2 separate regions of the Ovis aries genome follow, and region 1 is linked to region 2. The links are chromatin contacts, called in public Hi-C maps. All regions are on one chromosome and are shown on one strand. The core of a region is the stretch at or near the end of the contact, and the rest is flanking DNA. Distances in the headings are between cores, read along the strand shown. Region 1 holds the start of LOC100302545 (centrin 2). Region 2 has its middle 39 kb from the start of CLN8.

Evidence for each region. A called contact is a pair of places that touch in the nucleus more often than the background predicts.
Region 1: a contact with region 2 is called in a Hi-C map of hypothalamus, with 10 times the contacts expected there. The contact joins the promoter of LOC100302545 here to the enhancer-like site in region 2. A contact is called at or near these places in 14 of 16 Hi-C or Micro-C datasets (blood, hypothalamus, liver and 6 more).

The regions. Positions count from the first base shown.
Region 1 is chr26:1,437,298-1,443,455 of ARS-UI_Ramb_v3.0, forward strand. It overlaps LOC100302545 (centrin 2), which reads left to right and starts at 2,091. Exons shown (of 1, transcript NM_001163594.2): 1 at 2,091-3,138. The coding sequence starts at 2,091. The coding sequence ends at 2,609.
Region 2 is chr26:1,302,874-1,308,658 of ARS-UI_Ramb_v3.0, forward strand. No RefSeq gene overlaps it. Among named protein-coding and RNA genes, the nearest start is that of CLN8, 39 kb to the right of the region's middle. Within about 2 kb of position 4,343, at least 12 of the 54 cell types and tissues checked have an H3K27ac peak or open chromatin away from gene starts, as enhancers often do. A contact at or near this core is called in hypothalamus and liver, where this site is marked.

The DNA.
Region 1 (6,158 bases), core at 841-3,340, 130 kb after region 2:
GAAGAAATTAAAGAAGTAACAAAATTAATAAAAATACCTGGAGACAAATGAAAATGAAACGATCCAAAAATCTACGGGAGGAAGCAAAGTTCTAAGAGGGAAGTTGTAGTGATACACGTCTGCCTCGAGAAACAAGAAAAACCTCTAACAATCTAACCTTATGCCCAAAGGAATAGGAAAAGAATAAAGGAAACCCATATTGAGAAGAAAAGAAATATTCAATATCAGAGGAGATAAGCGAAGAAAAAAATTGAAAAAAAGATAAGATCAAGGAAACAAAACAGCTGGTTTTGGGAAGAGGGAAACAAAACTGATAAACCTTTAGAAAGACTCAATCATGAAAGAAACGGAGAGGGGCTTAATCGATTAAAAAAAGAAAGAAATGAGAAAGAAGCTATAACTGGCACCACATGAATACAAAGGATCATGAGAGACTACTGAGTTACAATAAGTTACATGAGTAACTTCTAGTTACTGTAAGTAACTATACATCAATAAAACAGACAAGCTATTAGAAATGGACACATTCTCTGAAATGTACAATCTCCCAAGAATAAACCAGGAAGAAATAGAAAACACCAACAGACCAATTACCAGTACTGAAATTTAGCCAGTAAAACTCTCAACAAACAGAAATCCAGGTCCAGATGGCTTCACAGGTGAATGCTACTGGACATTTGGAAAAGAGTTAATAACAACCCTTCCAAAACCATTCCGCAAAAACTACAGAGGAAGGAATGCTTCCGAGTTTATTCTGAGGCCAGCATCACCCTATAGCCAAAACCAGACAAATAAACCACAGAAACAAGAAAGTCACAGGTCAGTAACATGGATAAACATAGCTGCAAAACCCTCAATGAATTAGCAAGGAAATCCAGGAATTCATTAAAAGGACCACACATCATGAACAAGTGAGATGTATCTCAATATCCATCTATCATTGTGATACACCACAGTAACATATCAAAGTCAAATTATTGTCTCAGTAGGTGCACAGAAAGCTTTTGACAAAGGTCAATAGCCATTTATGATATAATCTGAAAGCAGGTATAGAGGAAACATACCTCAACATAAAGGCCATGTACCTAAAGTGCACAGCTAACATCAGACTCAGTAGTGAAAAGATAAAACAGTTTTTCTAAGATAAGGAACAAGACAAGGATGTCCACCCTAGCCACTTTTATTCAATATAGTTTTGAAAGTCCTAGTGACAGCCATCAAAGAGAAAGCAATAAAAGGCATCTAAATTGGGAATTAAACTGCCACTGTTTCCAGGTGACATGGTACTACACACAGAAAATCCCAAACGTGCCACTGGACAACTATGAGAGCTCAATGAATTTGGTAAGTTTGCAGGATACGAAATTAATATACAGAAATCTGTTGTATTCCTGCTAACAAGCTATCAGAGAAATTAAGCAAACAATCCTATCTACAATCATGTCAAAAAAAATGAAGTAACTAGGAATAAGACTACCTAAAGTGGCTTAACACCGGTAGCAGGGAAACTATAAAAGACACTGGTGGATGAAATTGATAACAGCACAGCTATATGGAAAGACTGACCGTGTTCTTGGATTAATCATTATTGTTCAGATGATGATTACTTACTACTCATGTCACCTGAAATTCAATACAATCCCTGTGAAATATCAATGGCAGTTTTCACTGACTGGAACAAATAATTCTGAGGTCTGTATGAAAATACAAGAGCACATGAATAGCCAAAACAACCTCAAGTATGGAGGTGCCCGATGTCCTGACTTCAGACGGTACTACATAGCTAATCGAAACACACAACACTGGCCAAAAAAGGACACACAGACCAATGGAACAGGACAGATTCCAGAAAGTAACCCATGTACTTATGATGAATCAACAAAAGAGGCAAGAATATATACTGGGGAAACACAGTCTCGTCAATAAACGGTGCTGGGAAGACTGGACAGACACAGATAAAAGAACGAAATTAGAACATTCTGTAACACCACTTAGAAAAATAAACTCAAAGTGGATTAAAGACCTAAGGGTATGACCAGGTCGGTGTGTACGTCGGTTGCCGTAACAACGGGAAGTGGAATCCATCCGGGATGGCCTCTAACTTTAAGAAGGCAAACATGGCATCGACTACCCAGCGAAAAAGGATGAGTCCTAAACCTGAGCTTACCGAAGAGCAGAAACAGGAAATTCGAGAAGCCTTTGATCTCTTTGATGCTGATGGAACTGGGACAATTGATGTTAAGGAACTTAAGGTGGCAATGAGGGCCCTGGGCTTTGAACCAAAAAAAGAAGAGATCAAGAAAATGATAAGCGAAATTGATAAGGAAGGGACAGGAAAAATGAACTTTAGTGACTTTTTAACTGTGATGACTCAGAAAATGTCTGAGAAGGATACCAAAGAAGAAATCTTGAAAGCCTTCAAGCTCTTTGATGATGATGAGACTGGGAAGATATCATTCAAAAACCTCAAACGTGTGGCCAAGGAGTTGGGTGAGAACCTCTCTGACGAGGAGCTGCAGGAAATGATTGATGAAGCTGATCGAGATGGAGACGGAGAAGTCAATGAGCAGGAGTTCCTGCGCATTATGAAGAAGACGAGCCTTTATTAAAATCAGTCTCAGCTTTTCTACCATGAGCACAGGGAACTCGGTTTAGTGCCTGCCGTTGTGTGAAGCCTGGTTTTTGAAAATGTAAATTATTTTTCCCCACTGACGTCTCGGTATAACTTTAGTAACAACTCTAAATCTGTTTTCAACTTTTGAAAGTGTTCTTTGAAATTGAGGTTGTTTGTAAGGTTACTGGGTGACTGCTTTAATTCCCCAGGGCAGAACAAAAGCATGTTAGAATGGAGAAAAGGGTCTTTGAGCTTTCACCCACCTGCCATTCTGCCTTGTATTGCTTAACTCTTGTCCTGCATTCCCACATTTATGCCACCGCCAAACAACTTCTTCTCAAGCACACATTGTACCCATGTCACCACAAGCAGAGAGCATCTCTTCAATGGTTCCAATTTTAATTGACACCTGAGTGCAGCTTTCTCTTTTATAAAACCCAGTGAACTCTTCCTTGCATTTGGATGTGTGTGTGTGTATGTATGGGCTATTTGTTTTATCTTCAAATAAAGGCTTTCTTATTTGAAAAAAAAAAAAAAAAGACCTAAGGGTATGACCAGAAACCATAAAATTTCTAGATGGAAACATAGGCAGACATGTAAATCACAGCAATATCTTTTGTGATTTTCTAACAGAAACAAGCAAAAAAAAAAAAAAAAGAAAAAACAAATAGGACCCAATTAAACTTAAATACTCTTGCACAGGAAAGGATACCACTGACAAAACAAAAAGACAACCTGCTGAAAAGGAGAAAATATTTGCTAATAACATGACCAAGAAGGGGTTAATATCCAAAGTATATAAAACATACAACTCAGTATCAAATGGACAGTCGGATTAAAAAATGGGCAGAGGACCTGAACAGACAGTTCTTCCAAAGAGGAAATGCAGATCGCCAAGAGGCACATGAAAAGATGCTCAACATTAGGGCTAATCAGGAAAATGCAAGTCAAAACCACAGTGAAGTTTCAGTTTGTACTTGTCAGAATGAAAAGTAAAAATTGTTAGTCACTCAGTGGTGCCTGACTCTTTGTGAACCCATGGACTAAAGCCTGCCAGGTTCCTCTGTTGTCTGGAATTCTCCAGGCCAGAGTACGGGAGTGGGGCAGCTGTTCCCTTCTCCAGGGGACCTTCCCCATCTAGGGACTGGACCCAGGTCTCCCGCACTGCAGGCGGATTCTTTACTGGCTACCCTCAGAAAGACAGGAAGCACTGAGGAAGCTATGCATTAAAGGGAACGCTCCTACACTGCTGGTGGGGATGGAAATCGGTGCAGCCACTATGCAGAACACAGCAGTGGATACACACCGAGGAAACCAGAATTGAAAGAGACACATGTACCCCAATGTTCATCGCAGCACTGTTTATAATAGCCAGGACATGGAAACAACCTAGATGTCCATCAGCAGATGAATGGATAAGAAAGCTGTGGTACATATACACAATGGAGTATTACTCAGCCGTTAAAAAGAATTCATTTGAATCAGTTCTGATGAGATGGATGAAACTGGAGCCGATTATACAGAGTGAAGTCAGCCAGAAAGAAAAACACCAATACAGTATACTAACACATATATATGGAATTTAGGAAGATGGCAATGACGACCCTGTATGCAAGACAGGGAAAGAGACACAGATGTGTATAACGGACTTTTGGACTCAGAGGGAGAGGGAGAGGGTGGGATGATTTGGGAGAATGACATTCTAACATGTATACTATCATGTGAATTGAATCGCCAGTCTATGTCTGACGCAGGATGCAGCATGCTTGGGGCTGGTGCATGGAGATGACCCAGAAAGTTGTTATGGGGAGGGAGGTGGGAGGGGGGTTCATGTTTGGGAATGCATGTAAGAATTAAAGATTTTAAAATTTAAAAAAATAAATAAATAAAAATAAAATGTCAAATCTAAAAAAAAAAAAAAAAAATAGAACCAAGAAGAGACTGAGCAATCCCACTCCTGGGTACACATACAAAGAAAGGGGCAACACAGACTGGAAAAGAAGCATGCAGCCCACAGCTCACAGCAGCGGTACTTACAAAAGAGGCAGCTAGGGAGATCTGAGCCCGCATGGGAGTGGGGCCAGGCGATGAGCCCCCCAGGACCGCCGTCACAGTAAGAGTGCATGCCCTTCCCGACCAGCCTGGTGCTAAACGCTCAGCCACCAGCCACGGGCCCTCCTGCGCGGCTCTGCCCTCTGTGCTGCCCCTCAGGCCCCAGCCTCTCCCGAGGGCGCAAGGGCTCTCTGCACGGAAGAGAAGGTCCACACCTTCTCACCAACGCCCCATCGCTCCACCTGCCCCAGGGCGCCCGGCCCGGCCTCCCCGCCCTCTTCCCACCGGTGCCGGGCCGGTCCGAGCCTCTCCGCAGCCCTCCTCCGCCGTCACGTGACCACGTCCCCGCCGGCCAGCCCACAGACGCGCATGTCGGTTCCCAACACGAAGGCCCCCTGGATCTCACTCCTTCGGCAGCCACTTTTCCTCTTCACAGAGAGCCCTGAAAGGGCCTCCTGTACCCGCAACCCCGTGTCCCCGCAGCCCCCACCCCCTCTCCCCCACGGCACGCCGCCCACCCAGCACGGCGGCCCTCGTGTCTGACGCCTCACAGCACTCACGCAGTTGCTTCCTCTTCTCAAGGCTCCTCCTTGGGGGTCTGGGACGCAACTCATCTTGCGAGCCCACCCTGTCCCGGGGGGTCTCAGCCAGGCCTGGCCCCTCCAGGCTCCCAGGTTTTACGTCTGCTCCAGCCGCACAGCCAGCTGTCCCCAGGTGTCTCCAGGGTGTCCGAAACGCATCGAGCGCCACTTCACCCCGAACCTGCCTCGATCCCGCCTCCGCGAAGGGCACGGCTTCCCTCCCCGGGGTTTGAGTCAGTCCCCCGGGATGGCCTGGACTCCACCCCGCCAGCGTGTTCCGCGGGCGCCACCTGCAGGACGCGCCAGGATGCACACCTCCGCCTCCGCCCCGGCTCCCCACCCCGGCCCGGCCCGCAGGGCAGAACCACTCCGTTCCTGAGTCACCGCACGGCTTTTCTCGGCTGAAGACCCCCAGGGGCCCTGCTCTCAGGGTCAGAGCCCCAGTGCCCACAGCCCGGCCGGACTGCCCGTGTAGCCCCCGAAGTGGCAGGTCCCACTGGCCCCGGGGCACCATCCCCCCAACTCCTGTCTCCTCACTTAGGGAAACAGGGCTCCAGGCCCTGGTCTGGTATGACCGACAGATGCTGGAACGGGTGTGAGCGCTCCTCACTACGGAAGTTCAGGATAAACTGGCAAAAATATACAATAATTTACACTTACCAGTGAACGGTTGGTTTTGGAAAGCAGTTCTCTTAAGACAAGAAATGTTTTGTCACTATGTAACAGGTTTACCATATATTAATGGTTACAAGTGAAAACCGAGACAAGCATGGCTCCAGTCCAGCAAATCGCGGCCCCACACTCTCCTCTGTGAAGTGACTTCACAGACATGTGAGGAGCCGCCCGCTGGGACGCACGCGGTGGCTCCCCATCCTCAGACCGCGTCGCTGTCTACCCCCAACGCCTGTCAG
Region 2 (5,785 bases), core at 3,093-5,592:
TTATTTTTCTGTAAACCAAAATGTTTCCAAAAATAACCCATGAACTAAAACATGAAGGCAGGCTGCTGCTGCTGCTGCTGCTAAGTCGCTTCAGTCGTGTCTGACTCTCTGCGACCCCTGAGACGGCAGCCCACCAGGCTCCCCCGTCCCTGGGAGTCTCCAGGCAAGAGAACTGGAGTGGATTGCCATTGCCTTCTCCAATGAAGGCAGGAAGCAATGACAAAAAGTCAGTTTGGATGTTTTCAGCTTGTTTGAAGTTTTAAATGAGTTGCCTTGTGAAAAGTAGGACGTTGGAAAATTTTCTGCACCCTTATTTTTGTTTAGTGAGCTCTTAAGTTATCATCCCTTAATATGTTCAGATAATTGTAACTTGCTTTGTAATTAAAGTGAAAGGCAGACAAAGATGCTGTGTCAGGAAAGAAGCGAAGGTTTTTGAAGCTTCAAGCTGTGGCCCCAGACAAGTAACACCCCTCGAGTTCCTAGGAGTGCTCCCTAGACTTGTGGCGCTTTAGAATCCACTGATGGATTTCCCCCTAACAATTAGAGTCCAGGGCCCATGAAAATCCATTTCCAAACCGTCTCATTACACTGCTATGGTCTTCTACGATTGAGTGTGAAAAATTCAATTTTATACCCACAGCAAGCTGTGCAAAGCTGTGATTCAGTGACAATGCAGAGCACGTTCAAAACACAGGGACTTCGTCCCCAGGGTCCAGCCTGGTGACAGACACCCCTGTGCTGAGAAACTCCCACGGGCCTCCCTCTCCAGCCCAGGTCCTCCGGCCCCTTCCCCCTCCACCCCGCCAGGCTCTCCGCACGCAGCCCCCGCAGGAAGCCCTCAGCCTGCTCGGGAGCTGGAGTCCTTCCCACCCATGTCAGCACCACATTTCTGCCCTGGGCACCGAGCTGGAGATCCGATTAAAAGAGAGAAAGTCATGGACCTGGCCCTTGTGCTCAACTGCAGGCCATGGATTTTCCTTTACTTTGCCTATAGGCTGGCAGCTAGCCTGTTGCTGGTTCGGTGGTGCTGGTCAAATGCGAGGCTTCTAGGTTAGAAAAGCCCGTTACTCCCACACAGGAGATGCGTGGGCACTGGGATGCGGCTCCGTCACCACCTTCTGCGGGGCTGTGCAGGGCTGACGGTGGAGGCTGTGTGTGCTCTGCTGGCTGCATAGCTGGGGACAGTGAATGAGGGGCCTGGGCTCATCAACAGCTCAGGAGGGAAGCCCTGGGCCAGTAGGAGCACCTGCCTCGCCCTGGAGACCGTGGAGAGCAGGCCGGGCCCTGAGTGATGGCCCCGGAAGCGGCAGTGGGCATCATTGTCTTGGCACACCCGACACGGGGAGGGCAGGGGCGTGGCTGGTCCCCAGGGCGCCTTCACAGCTTTCAGTATTGTTCTGAAACAAGACACTCAGGGTACATGCTGAGGTCATTTGGCAACAGGGGTTTTTTTTTTGCTCTGGTTATTCCATTTCCTTTTTTCTGTGTCAAACCACACTTTTCCCCGTGAGTTCCTTCCTGTGGTCACGGACAAGATCAAATCTCCTGGGCCACGTGATCTGAGCCACAGGGGAATCTGGACCCTGCCTGGTCCGATGGCCAAGCCAGCAAGGCCCCCCACCCCCCGCACCGCGCAGCTGAGAGAGCACCCGGGATGGATCCCCTGTGTTTGCAGGCGACTCTCCTGCACCAGCATTAGAGTCTCACTGTCAGGGGTCTCTGACCTTCTGTGGTCCCCTTCCCCAAATTCTCCACCTCCAGCCTTTCTAGGTGATCCTTCGCTCACTACGGCTATTGGATATTGTAACTCTGTAAAATCTTAGGGGAAAATTCAAATGTTTAGCTCAACTGGTAAGGAATCTGCCTGCAATGCAGGAGACCCCAGCTCGATTCCTGGGTCAGAAAGATCCACTGGAGAAGGTCGACTACCACTCCAGTATTCTTGGGCTTCCCTGGTGGCTCAGCTGATAAAGAATCAGCCTGCAATGCGGGAAACCTGGGTTCGATCCCTAGGTTGGGAAGATCCCCTGGAGAAGGGAAAGGCTACCCACTCCAGTATTCTGGCCTGGAGAATTCCATGGACTATACAGTCCATGGCGTCGCAAAGAGTTGGATATGACTTGAGCGACTTTCACTTCACTTCAGTAAAAGCTTGTTTTAACTGTACTCAAAGAAGAAAGCAGTTTTATAAAATATTAAACCACAGAAAGTTGTAGAACCTCCCGCAGCCCTCACCCCATAGCAGTTTCCCCAGGAAATAGTGTCAGGTCGTCTTCACTTGAAACAGGACGATGAGGCGTCCAGGGCTGAGACAGGGGCCTGGTGTTCAAGCTTAGCCGTTGCCTGCACGGCTGTGCCCACATCCAAGGCTGTGCCCTCCATGATAACCACGAAGAGACAGGACAGGCACCTTCATTTGAATTAAGTAGCCGAGGCCCAGCAAGTCTGCTTTGCATATTCATGCATAATAAGGAGCTGCCCGGGGCCAGCAACTTGAGCGACAACTCGTCACAGTAGAGAGGGCTACAGGGGTATTTTTGGCTGCAGACAGATGGAACTGGGTTCACCAGATCACAATGATGCAAAGAACTGACTGATTGGAAAAGACCCTGATGCTGGGGAAGACTGAAGGCAGGAGAGGGGGACAACAGAGGGTGAGATGGTTGGATGGCATCCCTGACTCAATAAACATGAGTTTGAGCAGACTCTGGGAGTTGGTGAAGGACAAGGAGGCCTGGCATGCTGCAGTCCTTGGGGCTGCAAAGAGTCAGACTCAACTGAGCAATGAATGACTGAGCAAAAAAGGTGAAGAGCATTGCAATGCGAGGATAGTCCGCCAGAGGGCAGTAGCCCCCTACCCAGGGCTCAGCTGTAAACACAGGTTAATCTGATCTTTAAGTTAAACACGGAAAGCCAGGGTCATTTTTATATTGATCTTTGTTCAAGGATGTTGAATAAACAGGGATTGGTAAAACAGTGTTATACTTCAACATGTAAACAGTTTGAGACAAGCTGTCACAAAGTTACTGTCACCTTGGAAGCAGGAAATGAGGTTTATATTCTGTAACCAGCAGTTGTCTGATCTAACGGGAGAACTGAATCCCATGTTGGATTAGCAAGGACGTCTGTAGCTTTGGGTTACATATTTAAGATTTAATTCTTGTTTTAACTCAAACTATTTTATTCTTTCAAGTTCACATTTATGTTTCAAATGTCTTAGCCATTCTACACATCAGGGAAGAAAAGGAAATAGAGAAAGAGGGGGTGATTTAGGCACAAAATGGGAAAAGTAATGAGAACCCCAGTCCTGCCGCACCATAGCCCACGCTGGTCTCGGGGCAGGAGGGTAACAGGGACCTTTTCTCCTAATGCAGTTGCTTTGTTCCTGTAGATGCGGAAAGATCAAAGCTCTTGAGGGATTGTGCTGGGCCTTCAAGTAAGGTGACAGAGCTGAGGTAGGCCCCTGCAGGTGCTCAGCACACAGCTGGTCCTGAAGCCTCTCCCCCCAAAACCACCTCCTCCACCATCTGAGAGCCTGCACATACGTGTGCGCACACACACACCCCCCACACCCCCTCCCCCAGGGCCCTGACAGCGCCACCAGGACTGAATTGTTACGACTGACTTGCCACTCGCATTTCTCTAGTCAAGTGTACAAAGTAATGTCCGATTCACCATTCTAAACACAAAACCTATGCTCTATTCACTGTCTGATTTAGAGGCGGCTTACCAAAAACAAAAAAACCCCGAAACCCAGCCCCTGACTGGATTCAAAGGATTTGCCCAACCCACACGCCAGCCAAGAGTTAAAGAAAATACACCCAGCTCCTCAAATCATCTCTGCAGTATCTTTCGGTGCGATAATCAGCATCTGGTTAAAAACCTGTTGGCAGAGATAATAACAGGAAAAAGTACCAAAACCCAGGAGATAAGAACAGACTAGAAACAGTTCCATGGGAATTCCAGAAGTCAGAGTTAGGAGACATGTTCCCTAAAAATACACGTGATTCTGTGTTCAGAGCAGATGGAGCCTCACTAGAGAAGTGAAAATCATATATATGGAACTAGAAATTCTAGAAAGAAAACATGTAATGACCCAAACTGAGAACTCGAAGCAGATCACACGTCACAGAGGAGAGGAATTTATAGGAAGGGAGACACGCGAGAAAAGAGGATGTGGGGCAGAGAGGAGAGATTGAACCCTCCCAGAACTGGGGTCCCTGGAGAAGAGGCAAAACGACTCCGCAGAAGCCAATCGGAGATGTGAAGCTTCAGGAAGCGCCTGGGGCGCGGAGCCTGTGAATGCGGAGCAGCAGCAGGCTCCCTGCAGGACCCCAGGGCGCAGAGCTGCCGCTGCTGGGGTCGGTGCCAAAAGAGAAGGCGGGAGCAGAAGGTGCTGGGGGGCCCAGGAGGGGCCCGCTAACGTGCTTCCTGTCCCCCCACCCCACGGCCGGCTCTTCAGGGGGAGCTGGGGGTGTCCCTGCTGGAGGTGAGCCACCGGCCCCCAGCAGGCCTGCACGCCCCTGGGCGGGGGCGGGTGGGGGAGGCTTTCCAAACACTGGCCTTTCCTTGCCGCCTCCCGCTCCCGGGCCCGCCCCGCCCCGCCCCGCCCCGCCCCGCCCCGGTCTTGCGGGCGCTTCCCTCTGGGGTGCGGAGCTCCTGCACCCAGCAGTTTGATCACAAAGCAAAACTACTTTAAGGTTCCGTGTTTGCCAGGGGCTGGGGTTGGGGGGAAGTGAGTGTTTCAACGGGGGAGAGGGTCCGTTTGGGAAGATGGAAAGTTCTGGGGATGAGGCTGGTGATGGATGGCACGTGGGAGGGGCGCGCCATGGGAGAAGGCGCAGAGATGGGATAGGGTGTGCGGGACTTTGTGAGGAGCCCAGGCCGCAGGAAGGCGGGTCGGTGAGCAATCAGATGCCCGTTCTGACAGCCCGCCCAGGGAGAGAAATGCAGGGTGACCTGTGAGCGCAAAGGCTCTCTCTAATGCCTCAGGAGAAAACATCTCCGGGAAAACCAAACTTCTGCACGGCCGGAGCCTGGCACAGGAGGTGCCCAGTATCCTGGATGAAGCGCTGGTTCTCGAGGTGGTCCAAGGGCGGATGGGAAAGGATGTCCAGACGCAGGGCCTTGCAGATGGGAGTGAGTTTACTCGGAACAGAGAGCAGAGACAGTGTGGGGGCTGCAGGCACAGGGGGCTGACCCACTGAAGGGCCAGGGGGAGGCCCAGGTTCCTGGATTTGTAGCCTCAAGACAAAGAAAATTCCTGCTTCAGGGTGGCGTTTCTTTCATATGTATGGAGCTATCTGGGGCCGCTCCTGCTTTCTTTATTGTTCACATGCTAATCCCCTGCTTACCGGAAGAGAAGGCAGATGGGGGAATGGCTGTCTCTCACTTCCCCCCAGCTTCTCGGTGCTTACTGGGCAGAAAGTAGCTGATGGCTCCCAAGGAGCTGGCTTGCTTTCATCTGGGCTCAGAAATTTGCATTTGGAAGAGGCATGTTTACTGGTAGAGCATAGACCAGAAAATATTTCATTTCACATTCCCTCCCCATGGTCGGAAGTTCGACCACATTGGGAGACATTTCATGACCACGGTTTGTTTTTATCCCAGGGCGCTGGGAGGCTGCTCCCGGATCAGGCGAAAGGTCGGCACTGGTCTGCCACTCTAGGTGTTAGTTCCCAGGTTAGGCCCATTGGTAGAGAATGAAAGATTCTCTGGATCCTCTTTCCTCTAACCTAGTAGGATCCAAGACTGTTTCCCTTGTTGCCTCTTCCCATACCTAGAA